Regions from separate parts of the Zea mays genome. Here region 2 is linked to region 1. Evidence: chromatin contacts called from public Hi-C data. All regions are on one chromosome and are shown on one strand. Each heading gives the region's core, a stretch centred on a gene start, on an enhancer-like site or on the middle of the called end of the contact. The rest is flanking DNA. Distances are from core to core; before and after follow the strand shown. Region 1 holds the start of LOC103646148 (serine/threonine-protein kinase GRIK1). Region 2 holds the start of IVR1 (Beta-fructofuranosidase 1).

Region 1 (7,313 bases), core at 2,006-4,505:
TTAACAATAACAGTATTGAGACTTGACTACTTGAGAGCAAAGGAAAGGAAATGGTGAGACTGAACAAACTCCTGAAGCAAGCAAATCATAAACAAAGAAATAAAGTACAAGTATAATAGGTACCACCTAGCAGTAGAGAATAGCTAATCGTGATATTTAACAAGAAAATGTAATCGTGAAAGCCTACTTATCTCTGTTTACAAGTCGTCCGACTAATCGCGATTAATCGCGATTAGTCGGGCTGGTCGCCTGGAAGAGGGCGATTAGGAGGACGACGCGATTAGGGTTTCTAGTCGTCCTAGTCGTCCGACTAGTCGTCGACCTGGGCGATTAGTCGTCTGGTCGAACACTTCCTGGTCGTTTTTGGTCGTTGCAGTTTTGGTTCTGGGATTCACTCTGGTTTTTGGCCCATCTACAGTACTGGGCTTCACTTTGGTTTTGGGCGATTAATCGTTTTTGTTTGGATGCTGATCTGCTCTAGGTAGCAGCCAGCAGGTAATGCAGTACTTTTTACTGAATTACTGCAAGTAATTATGCCAATATTACTTTCAGTTTGGACTTTGGACTTTGGATGGATTCAGTTTTACACTTTTACTGAATTACTGCTAGTCTGCTACTAATTATGCCTATATTATTGCAGAAATGCAGTGTTTATATAGTTAATATATAGTTATATACATATACATATGTCCTTAAATCTATAGGACAACTAAAGGACGACCAGAGGTCGACCAGGACCGATTAGGTCGACTAATCGTCGCCCTAATCGCGATTAGTCGCCTGGTCGCCCCTCTCACTCGACCAGCTGGTCGCCCGACTTGTAAACATTGCTACTTATGATGAAAAGGGTTCATAAAAAAGACATGTATGCTACTGACACAAGAGTAGCAGAAAACAATACCTTTACTGCATACAGCTTCCCATCTTTAATGTTTCTGTACAGAACCTGTTTAGCAGCAAAGCAAAAGGAATCTAAACATCTATTTGAAAAAAAAAAACAATATATCCAGGGTACCTTACCACTTTTCCGTAGCTTCCAGAACCGATCTTTCCCAAGTGGACATATTGGTTGACCATCTTATTACCATTTTCATCCTTAACATGTCAAAAGTAACAACATTATTGTAATGTTCAATGCAAATTGCAAAAACTAACTTCTCTCATACAACTTGCTACCTTCATTTGGCATACAAAAGCCAGTTGTTAGAACTAAGCAGGAAATAAACCCAACCAAGCTCTTGGATTGTTAATCAGAACAGTGAAACCAATGCAGAGTTATGCTTTGGAATTATTCTCAAATGTTATATGAAGTGAGATTTTGTTGGGGAAGTAAAAACAGGCTTTTCCTATCATGCAACAAGAAGGATGCACAGGTTGTTTAAGATGCCGGAAAAGACACATTACTTCTTTATAGTTTTGAAATAACAACAATAACAAAGCCTTTTAGTTCCAAGAGAGACAAAATTTATTCGGCACCCAAAAATGTAAAAACAATGCACCTATCACACTCCATCACCAGTGTTCACTTGAAGAGGGGCAAAATTGTTGGAATGCTACAATGTACAGCTCTGAGTTTTTGTGGCAAAAATGTTTAGCCAGTATGCATTCTATAACTACTGATGGACATGAATAACAGCTCATTTTTAGCAAGAATATGTGCAAATACTAAGCGCGCAAAGACCCTTCTGATAGATCAAGTCTTTCTTTTTCCAAAAGACAAACTTAACATCAAAATTCAAAACTAATGGGAGATGTGACATGTCAGTTGCCTGATATGGTATAAGCCAGAAAGCTGAGCTACCTCAGTTGGACAAGGATGTGGATGTATGCCTCCCAGGTTCAAGTTTTCGTCGAGGTGAGTTTGGGTGCCTATTTTCTTCTTATGAAATGCCACCTAGTTCCTCATAAGTTGGTCTAGTTTTTTATATGATATACGCCAGGTTCTTATGAGAAGTTGGACTAGCCCATGCATACAGTGGGCAAGATTAGGTGGAATCTAAATAGACATTGTTTCAAATCAAATATGGAAATGCAAGTAAAGAGACAGGTGGACAAAAAACTGAAACCTTAAAGAGCTACCTCTGAGCGAAATACTTTTTTAGTCTCTTTAACTGGGACCTCTCTACATGCAAAGCCATTTTGAGCTCTTAACTGTATAATATCTTCAGAACTCTTCCTTGATGGTCCATCATCACTTCCGTCAAGATAGTCAGAATCATCTCTATCGTAGAAGCTTCTATCATGATCATCTCCATTGTAGAAGCTTCTATCAAGATCATCCCCAGGATCATCTCCAGTGTAGAAACTTCCATCATGATCTTCAGCTGATTGACGCTTCAGTAAATCTTCAGTTAACATGCCATCAGCATCCTGATGTTCACATACAGGTACACTGGGCTTCCTTAAAAAGCTAAAGCAACAGCAGCAACCGATGTCTGTAAGGTCCGCCATTCAGAATGAGTAGGTGCCAGAAACCTAAATGATAAAAACAAGGGACAAGGTTAAAAAAAACACCGGAATAAAAAAAGCCGCAACTTTTTCTGCTACTTTCCTGGCTGCCATATCGTCACTGAAGATGATATGAAACTACAATAATAGCATACATGCAGAAACCAAAAATGTCACTCAATCTCAGATCGTTGCAGTTAAACTTATGCAAGAAAAACCAACTTCAGAGGCTCAGAGATTCCAGTACCATACAGATTAACACCAGATGGAAGTATACAAAGAGCAACAGCACACACTCGAGTACTCGACCTGAAATTGATAGGGTTAAACTTGAGCTCGATAACAATGTCCAGGGGTTCCACCGCCCAGACAGATTAGCACCAAATGGAAGGACCCAACGACAACGACCATCACTACGCCTCGATATCAACCTTCTACTCAGGAGGCGGAACCAGTAAGGATACCGAACAGAAAATTGAAAAAAAATCGAAGTTAGTAGGCATTAAGGATTGGGTTTGGGTGCTCTGTTTCGCAAAGCAGGAAGGGAAGAGAAGGGGAAAATACTAGAGGGTGCTCGTCGCCGGCGAAGGACTCGAAGAAGACCTGCGCACCTGCGAGGGCGTCGGCGTCGGTAGCCCAGTCGTCGCAAAGACAGGGGGAAAGAGAGCGGGAGGGTGAATGGCGGCGGCGATCCGGCCGTAAGCCCAGTCCGGGCGTTCGGGATTGTCCGGGCTAGGGGGAGCGCACCCACACGGGGCTTCGGCTGGGCCGTTTTCTATGTCCCGTTCCTTTTCACGCAATATCGTTATTTTCTTATTTCTTTTACTTCCTTCTTTTCTCTAATATACTCTTTCCATCTGCTTCAAAAAAAATCGAGGCTTGGCTCGGGCCCATTCATTCTCGACTCGGAGAAGTTCACAAGATTGAATGAGCTTAAACCAAGATTAATTTTATGGCTCGCTTAGCAAGCTGAGTCTGGACGAGTTCGAGCCGACTCACAAACATGTCAGATTATGTAGTGCTATGTTATGACACTTTTACATTTCTATATTATTTATTTTCTTTTTTTTTGGATCTAACGCTAGATATAGTTAAAAATATGGTATTGGATTTTTGTACATATTTTTTATTTTATACATGATAAAAATATGTTCAGAACTCTCAATACAATCGAGTCGAGCCTAACTCATTAGTTGACCGAGCCTAGTCGAGCTAGGCTCATCTCTCGTTTCCAACCCTACTCCTCATCCTGAAACAAGTTTTAAGTTATGTATAAGTCGAACTTTCTTGAATTATAAAAAAATACTATCAAAATATGTATATATAGAAGAGATAAAGTTATTAAATTGGAAAAATAAGAAAGAAAAAGATCACATCACATACAACACGCGCGTGTCTAACCAAAAGGTAAACACATTGTTGTAAAATAAATAAACTCATCCCTTCTTATCTCCTTTCAAAGAGCTGCGTGTGTCGTCTATGAAGGGTCTAAATTTGTTTTTCTTCCACATGTCTAATTTGATAAAAATAAGATTTGCCTCTTTATAGGTAACTAATGATGAAACCACAACAGGCACTATCTTGTTCTCCTTGTTGTCATCTTATATTAACACTTAATTTTTTTCATCTTTTTCTAGCCTCCACCGCTCATTCAGATTCTTCTACAACACAATATAGGACATGGATCCCCCATTGGCAAGCGATTATCTGCCACCACATGCGCCTTTGGAGGCAGTGGGATAAGAACAACCGAATGATAGGAGTAGACGCTCCGGATTCCGAGTTTAGTGTTGTGTTAGGTGATTGTTGTGCGCTAATATTTTTTTGTCGGATTATGTATCGTTGTAAGCTATTACTTTATCGAAATATATGACGTCGAGGGACATGGATAGGGAAGGGATGACAACGATGAATTTCTCGTCGAGGAATAGCTTTCCATCCTTTAAGGACGGAGTAAGAAAAAAATAGGAGGGACTGAACTAAATCACAGTAATATAGAGTCTATTCTATATTATATGTGTACACTAAAAATCTTAGGAGAGGCTCTAGTGGGGCTCCATAGGCTCGACAGCGGTAGGGGGCTCGAGCCCCGCCCACCCCACCGCTGCCTTCGTCCCTACATCCCTGTCCCTGCGACAACAAAACTCCCACAGACGCTCGCAGGGCACACTTTTCCCATTTTCATTTCCCACGTAGATAAATCTTCGACGAGGATTATCGTCTTCTCTGAAAGGGAAATAGAGAAAAACATTTTCCTAAATGATTTTGGTGGTTGAATTGCCCAACACAAATAATTGGACTAACTAGTTTGTTCTAGATTATAAGTTATACAGGTGTCAAAGGTTCAACACAAACTAATAAAAAGGTCCAAGTTAGGGTTAAAAAAGAAAGGAGCCAAAGAAACCGAAGGTTGCCCTGGTCTAGCGCACCGGACTGTCCGATGCGCCACCGGACAGTGTCCGGTGCGCCAGGGTGGATCAACTCCAACTCCTCACCTTCGGGTTTCTAGAAAAGTCACTCCATTATAATTCACCGGACTGTCCGTGTAGCACCGGACTGTCCGGTGTGCCAGCAGAGCAACGGCTACAGCGCAACGGTCGACTCCAACGGAAACCTGAAAAGCGCTACAGTGCGCGGACAGTTCGCGCAGAGTCAGAGCAGGCGCCAGAATGCGCACCGGACAATGAACAGTACCTGTCCGATGCGGCACCGGACGATCTGGTGCCCCAAGCTGTCAGAGCTCCAACGGTTGAACCCTAACGGTTGGGTGACGTGGCTGGCGCACCGGACTATCCGTTGCGCCCATCGACAGCAGCCCAACCCCAATGGTTGGTTTGGTGGTTGGGGCTATAAATACCCCCAACCACCACCACTTCAAGGCATCCAAGTTTTCAGACATTGCATTCAATACAAGAGCTCTAGACTTCACTCCAAGACACAAAACAAAAGATCAAATCCTCTCCAAGTCCCAAACTCATTCCAAAGACTTAGTGGCTTGTGAGAGAAAGACATTTGTGTTCATTTGAGTTCTTGTCGCTTGGATCGCTTTTCTTCTTCCTCCATTCTTATTCTCAAGCAACTTGTAATCAAGCAAGAGACATCAAGTTGTGGTGGTCCTTGTAAGGGGTCTAAGTGACCCGTTGATTAAGGAGAAAAGTTCACTCGGTCTAGGTGACCGTTTGAGAGAGGGAAAGGGTTGAAAGAGACCCGGTCTTTGTGACCACCTCAACGGGGAGTAGGTTTGCAAGAACCGAACCTCGGTAAAACAAATAACTGTGTCATCCACTTTATTTGCTTATGATTTGTTTTTGCCCTCTCTTTCGGACTCGACTTAGTTTCTAACGCTAACCCCGGCTTGTAGTTGTGCTTAAAGTTTGTAAATTTCATATTTGCCTATTCACCCCCCCTCTAGGCGACTTTCAATTGGTATTAGAGCCCGGTACTTCATTAGAGTCTAACCACTCGAAGTGATGTCGGGGGATCATGCCAAGAGGGAGATCGGGATCGGCGGCGACAAGTCCGCAAACTTGGGGAGAACACACTCAAGGGAGTTCAGCCACAAGCACAAGGAGGAATCCTCTTCCTCCATCAAGACACAACGGAGAGGTGACAAGAAGAAGAAGATGAAGAAAGTGGTCTACTACGAGACCGACTCTTCGTCACCCTCCACCTCCGGCTCCGAATCGGCATCTGCCACTTCTAAGCGCCATGAGCGCAAGAAGTATAGTAAGATGCCCCTCTGCTATCCTCGCATTTCCAAACGTAATCCATTACTTTCCGTCCCATTAGGCAAACCACCGGTTTTTTACGGTGAAGATTATTCTATGTGGAGTGATAAAATGAGGCATCACCTAACCTCACTCCACAAAAGCATATGGGATATTGTAGAGTATGGAGCACAGGTACTGAAGGAAGGGGACAAGGATTACAATTCAGAGGAGGTCGACCAAATCCAACACTTCAACTCCCAAGCCACTACTATACTCCTCGTCTCTTTAAGTCGAGAGGAGTATAATAAGGTGCATGGGTTGAATAGTGCCAAAGAGATTTGGGACGTGCTCAAGACCGCGCACGAAGGAGATGAGGTGACCAAGATCACCAAGCGGGAAACGATCGAGGGGGAGCTCGGTCGATTTATGCTCAACCAAGGAGAGGAGCCACAATCCATGTACAACCGGCTCAACACCTTGGTGAACAAGTGTGCAACCTCGGGAGCACAAAATGGGATGACCATGAAATGGTCAAGGTTATTCTAAGATCACTCGTTTTTCTTAATCCTACACAAGTTCAATTAATTTGTGGTGATCCTAGATACAAGCTAATGTCTCCCGAGGAGGTTATAGGAAAGTTTGTGAGCTTTGAATTGATGATCAAAGGCTCCAAACAAATCATCGAGCGAGGCGCCACCTCTACACCCGAGGTGCAACCCGTCGCATTCAAAGCGACGGAGGAGAAGAAAGAAGAGTCTACGTCAAGTAGGCTCCTCATCGACGCCTCCAAGCTCGACAACGAGGAAATGGCGCCCATCATCAAGAGTTTCCGCCAAATCCTCAAGCAAAGGAGGGAGAAGGATCACAAGCCTCGCTCCAAGATAGTTTGCTACAAGTGTGGTAAACCCGGTCATTTTATTGCTAAATGTCCATTATCTAGCGATAGTGACAGGGGCGACGACAAGAAGGGAAAGAGGAGGGAAAAGAAGAGATACTACAAGAAGAAGGGCGGCGATGCCCATGTATGCCGGGAGTGGGACTCCGATGAGAGCTCCACCGACTCCTCCTCCGACGAGGACGCCGCCAACATCGCCATCAACAAGGGTCTTGAAAGTCGCCTAGAGGGGGTGAATAGGGCGAAACTGAAATTTACAA
Region 2 (7,313 bases), core at 2,144-4,643, 200 kb after region 1:
CCTAATGATACATGTGTGTACCATATAGTTTCACAAGAAGGATAAGGAAGGCAGCAAATAAATTAAACAATCACTGTTGTACAAATGAGTTCATGATGCAAGTATGCAATATCGCCTATCTGTCCGTCACTTAATTTAGTCATAGAGAAGTCGTCGTTGCCGGATATGGCCGGATGTAGGCGGAGTTGAGCTGCCAGATCTTGACGGATTTTGCTTTGACGTGAGCATGTGTGGCGTTGTTGAAGAGGAAGACGCGGGCGGAGTCGTAGATGGCTCGTGTGGGGTACACTCGCGACGTGATGCACGTCCTCCCGCCTTGAGCAAAGCTCTCCACGATGGAGTGGTCAACCTTCAATTTGTAGTGCATCCAGATCAGAAGCAATAATGAGCAGTGCGAGAAGAACGAGTGTTCAAAGTACCAGCAGCTGGCTGGCCAACACATGCATGGCTGGCGCTGTAAAAACTTACCAGTATTCTGACCGAGAGATTCTCCCCATCTAGCACAGGGACCAAGCTCCCGTATACTCTCTTAACCAGATCGTTCGCCTTGGATGCCCTAGTCGAAATACGAAACAAAGCAGACGGTAAGCATCTGTGAAACAACTCAACAAGAAGCTTCACAGCCTAGCTAAGAAATGCGCATGCATGCATGGTCATAAGTCATAACATACATACCTGAGCTCGTCTTGGCAGAAGAAAGTTTGGAGGCTGCCGTCCGTGCCCTTGAGCAGGTAGAAGTACACGGCGGTCTGCTCGGACAAGTCGTCGTCCGCCAGCACGAGAAGGCCGAACGGGCCGAGCAGGCCCCGGCCCGCCGCGCCAGCGCTGGTGCTGCAGTTGAACGTCACGTCGGCCTCCGTCACGGCCGCCGCGTCCGACGCGTCCACCTCGAACACAGCCTCGATGTCCAACTGCACGCACACGGTCGATCAGCCAGAGAATTAACTAAGTCCAGGGTTCGTTCGCTGCAGCAGGCTGCGTGCGGCGTCACCTGCGTCGCCTTGCCGACGTCGAGGGGCACGACGGATCCGCGGTCCAGCGCGACGCCGTCGAAGCTCTTGCCGCTCATCCGGAGGTTCTCCACCTCCACCACCGGCCACTGGAGCAGGTTGCTGCCCGTCTTCGTGTCCAGGAGGACCGTCCTGGGGATTGACTGCACGTGCACGGCACGCATGGTCAAAATAAATAAATAAATAAGTGAATAATGTCAGAGGTCTGTTGTGCGCCCTCCACGTCGACTTGGCCAACTGTACGCTAGCTGAGACATTCATTTGAAAATAGGGAAATTTGGATCCATACCATTAAAAGATCACCATTTTGGATCCATACCATTACTATCTCACTTACATGTGGGTCCACATGAGTCAATGACATGTGGGGTCCATGGTATATATCTAAAGTTTGGATCTTTTAATGGTATAGATCCAATTGTTCCTTGAAAATACTGCAAACATATACGAGCATCGCGCTGGTAACGACAGCTCTACCACGATATCCATGCATGCTTTGGTCACACTCACACGCCTTGCCTACTCAATTGGAAGAAAAGAACTAAAACACAGGCCTTTTGAAAAGTTTGAGTCTGAAAAATAAAACCCCACGAGAGCGACGAAATCGATATTCGATATATATATAATAATAATAATTCACAATCAGCAGTATCCTTTGGCGTGAAGTAAAACGCAAAGCTACATACTGCGCCCCCTATGCAAGGCAAAGACATCACAGGAGGCAAGGCAAGAACCCAGCTCTCCAACCCGTTCGTTTCCTAGCTCATTGTCGTTGGACGGCTTTGATACAGTCTCTGACTACGCTGTATAGACAAGACAAGACACAAGACACGCCGCGGCGCCATACATCTCTGTCGCGCGCCCTCAGCCAACCGGAGACAAGTCACGGCCCCGCGCAAAGTGTTGTGCTTGGACCGTGCGCTTCCTCTCGTTTTCCCGTCTACTAGGCTCGAGTAGACGGAAATTCTCACGTGGTGCACGCTTGTACAGAGCGCTGCAGCAGGCGTGGCCGCGTGGAGGGGACGGGGCAGGATCACGGGAGACCACGACGGCGCGTACAGGGACGTGTACAGGTGTGAGGATCGGGGCCTCTGTGCTTGAACAATTTTCAGGGACGTGTACAGGGATGTATATGTAAAGGAACATCACAGCTGCAGAGACCTATCTAGTGTTTATGCATGCATGGATCATGCCACGCTCGTCTAGATGGTTCCTTGAGAAATGTTTTATGGGATTACTTCCATGTTTGTTGGATGATCCTAATTTCCCTTTGTTGGACAATCCAAAACAAAACAAAGGGGAAAAAAAGGGCAAGTCGACGAACCCTACCGGCTACCCCTACCGTTGTCTCCTTCAATCGGTTGTCAGAAGTAATGGTAGCAGAACTGTCGTTTATACGCAACCCCATTGCCCATCCTTAACCAGCTTAGCTACATTATTACCGAACGTGTGACACCATGCATCGCCCACCACACAAAACCAACCCACCAGATTATCAAGTTATTATATCTGGCCATTAATTAATGATTCGATGCCAGCAAGATTCAAAACATGCTAGCCTCAACCTGAAACGTACCTGCACGGATGCCCAGCCCTTGAGGATGTCCGCGCGCTCGCTGTCGGTCTCGCCGACCCACCCCCAGAGCACCCGCCGGCGAAGGACGGGGTCGTAGAAGGTCTTGGACGCGTAGTACTTTCCGTAGTCGTACCGGAGGCCGATGCCGACGTCGTCCTCCGCGCTGTCGGGGGTCCAGGTGTCCGTCGCCGGGTCGTAGGTGCCGATCGCGTAGTAGTCGTGCTTGTCGTCGTCGAGGCTGGCCTTGAGCACGTGCTTCACCCCGGGCCCCGGCGCCGCGGACGTCTCCAGCCCGTCCCCGCTGTCCGCCGCGGCGCCTGATCCCGCGGCCACCGGGTAGAAGTCCACGCACTCCCACATGCCCGTGCCCGGCACGGCGTGCATCAGCGCCGGCGCCGGGTCGTACCGCACGAAGTCCTCCGTCCGGTACACCAGCGCCAAGCCCGCGTGGTCCCGGTCCTTGGACCCGATGGCGACCCGCCACGCCGGCGTGTCGTTGCCGGGCGTCCGCCACGCCGTCGTCGGGTCGCGGAAGTCCGTCGGCCCGATGCCCGGCGGCGGCACCAGCACCGGGTTGGCGTCCGACTTGACCCACTCCCGCAGCAGCGGGTCGGACGCGTCGGCCGGCTCCGCGAGGTTCTGCACCTGCGCCGACGACTCCGCCGTGGAGCCCGTGTAGAGCATGACGATCCGGCCGTCGGGCAGGCGCGTCGCCGACCCGGACCAGACGCCGTTGGCGTCGTACGGGTGATCGGGCACCATGGCCAGCGGTAGGTGCAGCCAGTGGAGGAGGTCGCGCGAGACGGCGTGGCCCCAGGTGATGTTGCCCCATACCGCGGAGTCCGGGTTCCACTGGTAGAAGAGGTGGTACCAGCCCTTGTGATACAGCGGACCTGCGTGCAATGCAAAAAAAAAAAATGTCACGACATCAATACGCGAAAGCTAGCTGATTGGACAATATATATGTACCGAACCGATACGATTATGTCGTGCATTGACCCGTGGACGTGGAATGCTAGGAGCCGCATGCACGCAGAAAAGCAGCATGCCGAGCTCACATGTGATCGATCGGATCGGAGCCAACAACTTACCGTTCGGATCTAGAGAAGCCGGTCGAGGAAGATAGATATACGCGGCCGGCGGATCGGGTATCGCCATGTGCACGAGGCGTCCGTGACAGAAACGCGGAACCAAGTTAGAGCCAGAACGAGAGGAAAAAAAGAAAAAAAAAACGATCCGCGCGTCGTCACCGATGGCGACGGGTCCAACTAACCGTTCATCCAGTTCTTGGGGGGCTGGAAGTGGAACGCCGTGCGCTGCCACGCCAGCATCGCGTTGGTCCAGGAGAAGTCCTGGAGCGCGCCGGCGCCGAGGAGCTGGGCCGTTGACTTCTCCGACACGCCCTCAGCCACGCCACGGGAGGCGGCCACCTCGACGACGACGGCATCTTCGCCCGCGGGAACGCCCCCACCCTGCCCGTCGACGTGCTGCGACGCGAGGACTGTGACCGCCACGACGACGAGCAGGAGCACGGCGGAGACGACGGCGGGGAGAACGGTCGGCGTCGCCGGCGGCCGCTTCTGCCCGGCGCCGGCGGCAGCCCGCCCCCGAGGGTCCGTCTCCGGGAGCAACGGCCTGCGCGCGCCCCCGCCGTCCAGCGTCGTCGGATCAGCAACGGCAGGGATCATGGCTGCCTCCTCCAGAAACACCAGGCTTTCTCGCTATCTAGGGTTCGAGTAATGGTAGACGAGATCGAGGCATGCACGATCGGTGGCACAGCAGCCGCCTTATGCTGTGGCTGGCATGGGCGTGTTCATACGGGAGGCATGCGCCAAGGATGAACGAGAGAGAGAGAGGTGAACGTTGGAGCAGCGCAGCAGGCGCCAAGCGAGCAGTATTTATAGCCAGGCAGCCTTATTTGGAAGGAAGGACAGATGCAATCTGGCAACGATCTTTCAAGCTTTCGGCTATTGTTTGGAAGCCAAGTGCGGCTACCGGACGAATCGGGCGAGGAAAGCACGGACCCTTTTGCTTCGGAACACCGGGTTTTGTGTTGTTGGGTCCAAGTGGATAGGAGACCGAGTCACCAAGATCACGCCCTAATTCATACTCCCTCCGTCCAAGTTTAACTGGCGTTTTAGCTTTTCTCAGACATAATACCAGCAAAGAGAATAGACGCATGTACCCCTGTGATCTAGCGTGACGTATTAACTGCAATTACTGCTGAGTACACGAAACGGTTCACAGCCTCCAGCCCTCCACGGTGCTTTATTTCGGCGTCACTTTCTTCCCACCATTTTTTCACCACAAAACAACACATTGGCGGGAGCTTTTTTCATAAAAATTTCAGAAACAACAGGCGGCAGCACAAATTTTTGGAGGCAATACAAATCTCTGGCGCTTCTTTTTTAGATTTACAGCTCTATAAATACAACCCACCCAGTTACACAGTCACAAGCACAACACCTTCAAATACACCACCATGAATTCCGATCTGAATAGCTTCCCTGGAGATGTACAAGATGAATCCGCAGCAAACACATCTTTGGCGTCAGCTATTGACCTGAACAGCTTCCCAATAGGTAAGTCAATCAGTTGCTTCTCTACTTGTTGTTATATTGATATTTTTGTTTCAACAACAAATGCAGATAACGAAGTTTTACCTGATCTAAATGAGGTACTCCATCCATTTGAACTCAATGAGCATTGGGGATACCAGGCGAAGAATACCACGAAGCAACAACGGGATGCAATATACAGTTCACTGCTAGAAAGAAGCCACAATGGAAAATTATTCAAGAACTGTACCCAGTTAGTTTCTGTTGCCCATAATGTGAGTATCAGGACAGTGCAGCGCATATGGGATAGTTAACGTCGAGAAAGAGTACGAAGAATACAACCCAAGTAATCTAAGAAGAGTATTCTTGACACTTCAAGCATGCATGATTGAGGTGATGAAAAACAATGGAGGCAGTCGATACAAGCTCCGCACATGAACAAGTCTAGATTAGAGGCTCTAGGCATTCTACCTGATAGGCTAGATTTAGAACCCGAATTGTACGAGCAGGTGCTAATGACATTGAGTACCCAAGAATAGAAGTATCAAGTGAATGAAGGAGCATCTTTCTGTTGTTCACCCGTCGTCACCTTGCCTGCTCCTTTCTCTTCATTCGCCGAAGTAGCAGCATTCTTGCACAGTGCGTTCTCTTCTCCCGTTAATGAAGCAGCAACCTTGTATCCTCCCGTCTTCGAAGCAGCCACCTTGCCTTCCTCCTCCATCGCCGAAGCAGCAACCTTGCCTCCTCCCTTCACCGCGTCCTCCCTTGCATCTTCATCGGAAGATGTGTAATCTACCAGCACCGCCCCCATCCGGCGTCGAGGGATTGTGGGGCGGATGTAAGGGTGCTGGCGCTGGCGAACGGGGGCTTGGATGGAGCGACGAAGACGACCTTGTAGGTAAGCCTTTCGCCATTTCTAGCTAGGGTCAGATTCTTCACTCGATTATGGAGAATAGTAGGGCGGAGGAACTGGATCCATCTCGTGGTTGAGAGAGGGCGGCGACGACTGCTGGGATTTATCGCGTGGATGAGAGGAGGCCAAGAGTCTGTTGTTGTGGGAACGAAGCGAACGGGTATGTGAAACGAGGAGATAACTACGGTGGCATCGAGGTGTAGACCACAAACGACACATAATTCTGGACAAATAAAATGAGCTAAAACGCCAGTTAAACTTGGACGGAGGGAGTATGGGTCATACTATAGAATCAACAAAACCCCATAGAAAGTTTATTTCAAGAGAGACATTCACCAGGCTAATTAGATTTGCACAAGAGCGATCATATATAAGGAATACGTTCGTAACTTATGTGCCAGATTTTGTTGTTGTTGTTCAGGTGATATTTAATTTTATTATTGTTTAGCTATAAAAAATATGGATTATCTCTAGTGGTTTGTCATTTTAACTGAAAATCCTAAAAAATTAGAGACCTTTACACTTTAAGGGCTCCTTTGGATGATCAATTCTCCACAGGGACACCTTCTCATCCCTAATTATCTCGGGCTACCTTTTGGATGTTGTGTGGGCCAAAATTGGCATAAGCCTTTTCACCCCTTCCCTGTTGGTCCACGGGGAAGGAAAATACTCCTTTGTCCAAGTGTTTCTTGTTCCCGTCACGGCTCTATCTCTCATCTTGCCCGTCTCACTCCGACAGCAGCCATGGTGGCTAGGGTTTGCGCTGCCGACGCCAGCCATCACCGCTCACTCCATCCGTAGAAAACACGTCCTCACCATCCATAGAAAACACCTTTCCATTCCGAGATCTGCTGCTGCCCTCCATTCCCACGTGTCCACGCTCCTCGTTGTCCATCTCCATCGCTGGGAATCATTCGGTTCGCCCTCTTCATCCATCCGCAGCCACCTTCTCTCCGGCAGCCAAGAAGAAGAACAGACACTCTATCTGTGCCATAGGGAAGCAACACTGGTCTCTCCATACACCCTGCCAGGAAACAGCCCTCGCCCCTCTCCGATCCATCCGCCAAGAAGCATCCTCACATACCCAACTCCCCTCTTCAAGGAAAAATCAAATTAATATGCTATATGCTATGTTCTTGCTTCTAATTCCTAGTATGTAAACTGATATACTGAAACTTAATTATGGAGGATAAAATTTTATCAATAGGTAAATCAGGACCTCTATTTAGGGCACGGTCACAACATTGCATACACAA

Evidence for each region. Hi-C and Micro-C count contacts between places; a contact is called where the count stands out from the background.
Region 2: a Hi-C map of ear shows a contact between it and region 1, with 2.3 times the contacts expected there. The contact joins the promoter of IVR1 here to the promoter of LOC103646148 in region 1. A contact is called at or near these places in 3 of 25 Hi-C or Micro-C datasets (ear, endosperm and leaf).

Annotation. Positions count from the first base shown.
Region 1 is chr2:24,092,361-24,099,673 of Zm-B73-REFERENCE-NAM-5.0, forward strand. LOC103646148 (serine/threonine-protein kinase GRIK1) reads right to left here and starts at 3,256. Exons shown (of 11, transcript XM_020548220.3): 1 at 3,013-3,256; 2 at 2,758-2,882; 3 at 2,080-2,475; 4 at 1,021-1,095; 5 at 902-946. The coding sequence starts at 2,451.
Region 2 is chr2:24,293,761-24,301,073 of Zm-B73-REFERENCE-NAM-5.0, forward strand. It overlaps IVR1 (Beta-fructofuranosidase 1), which reads right to left and starts at 3,394. Exons shown (of 5, transcript NM_001176120.1): 1 at 2,587-3,394; 2 at 992-1,153; 3 at 676-911; 4 at 469-556; 5 at 1-349. The coding sequence starts at 3,348. The coding sequence ends at 140. LOC109944488 (a long non-coding RNA gene) reads left to right here and starts at 5,042. Exons shown (of 2, transcript XR_002267525.2): 1 at 5,042-5,168; 2 at 5,235-5,722.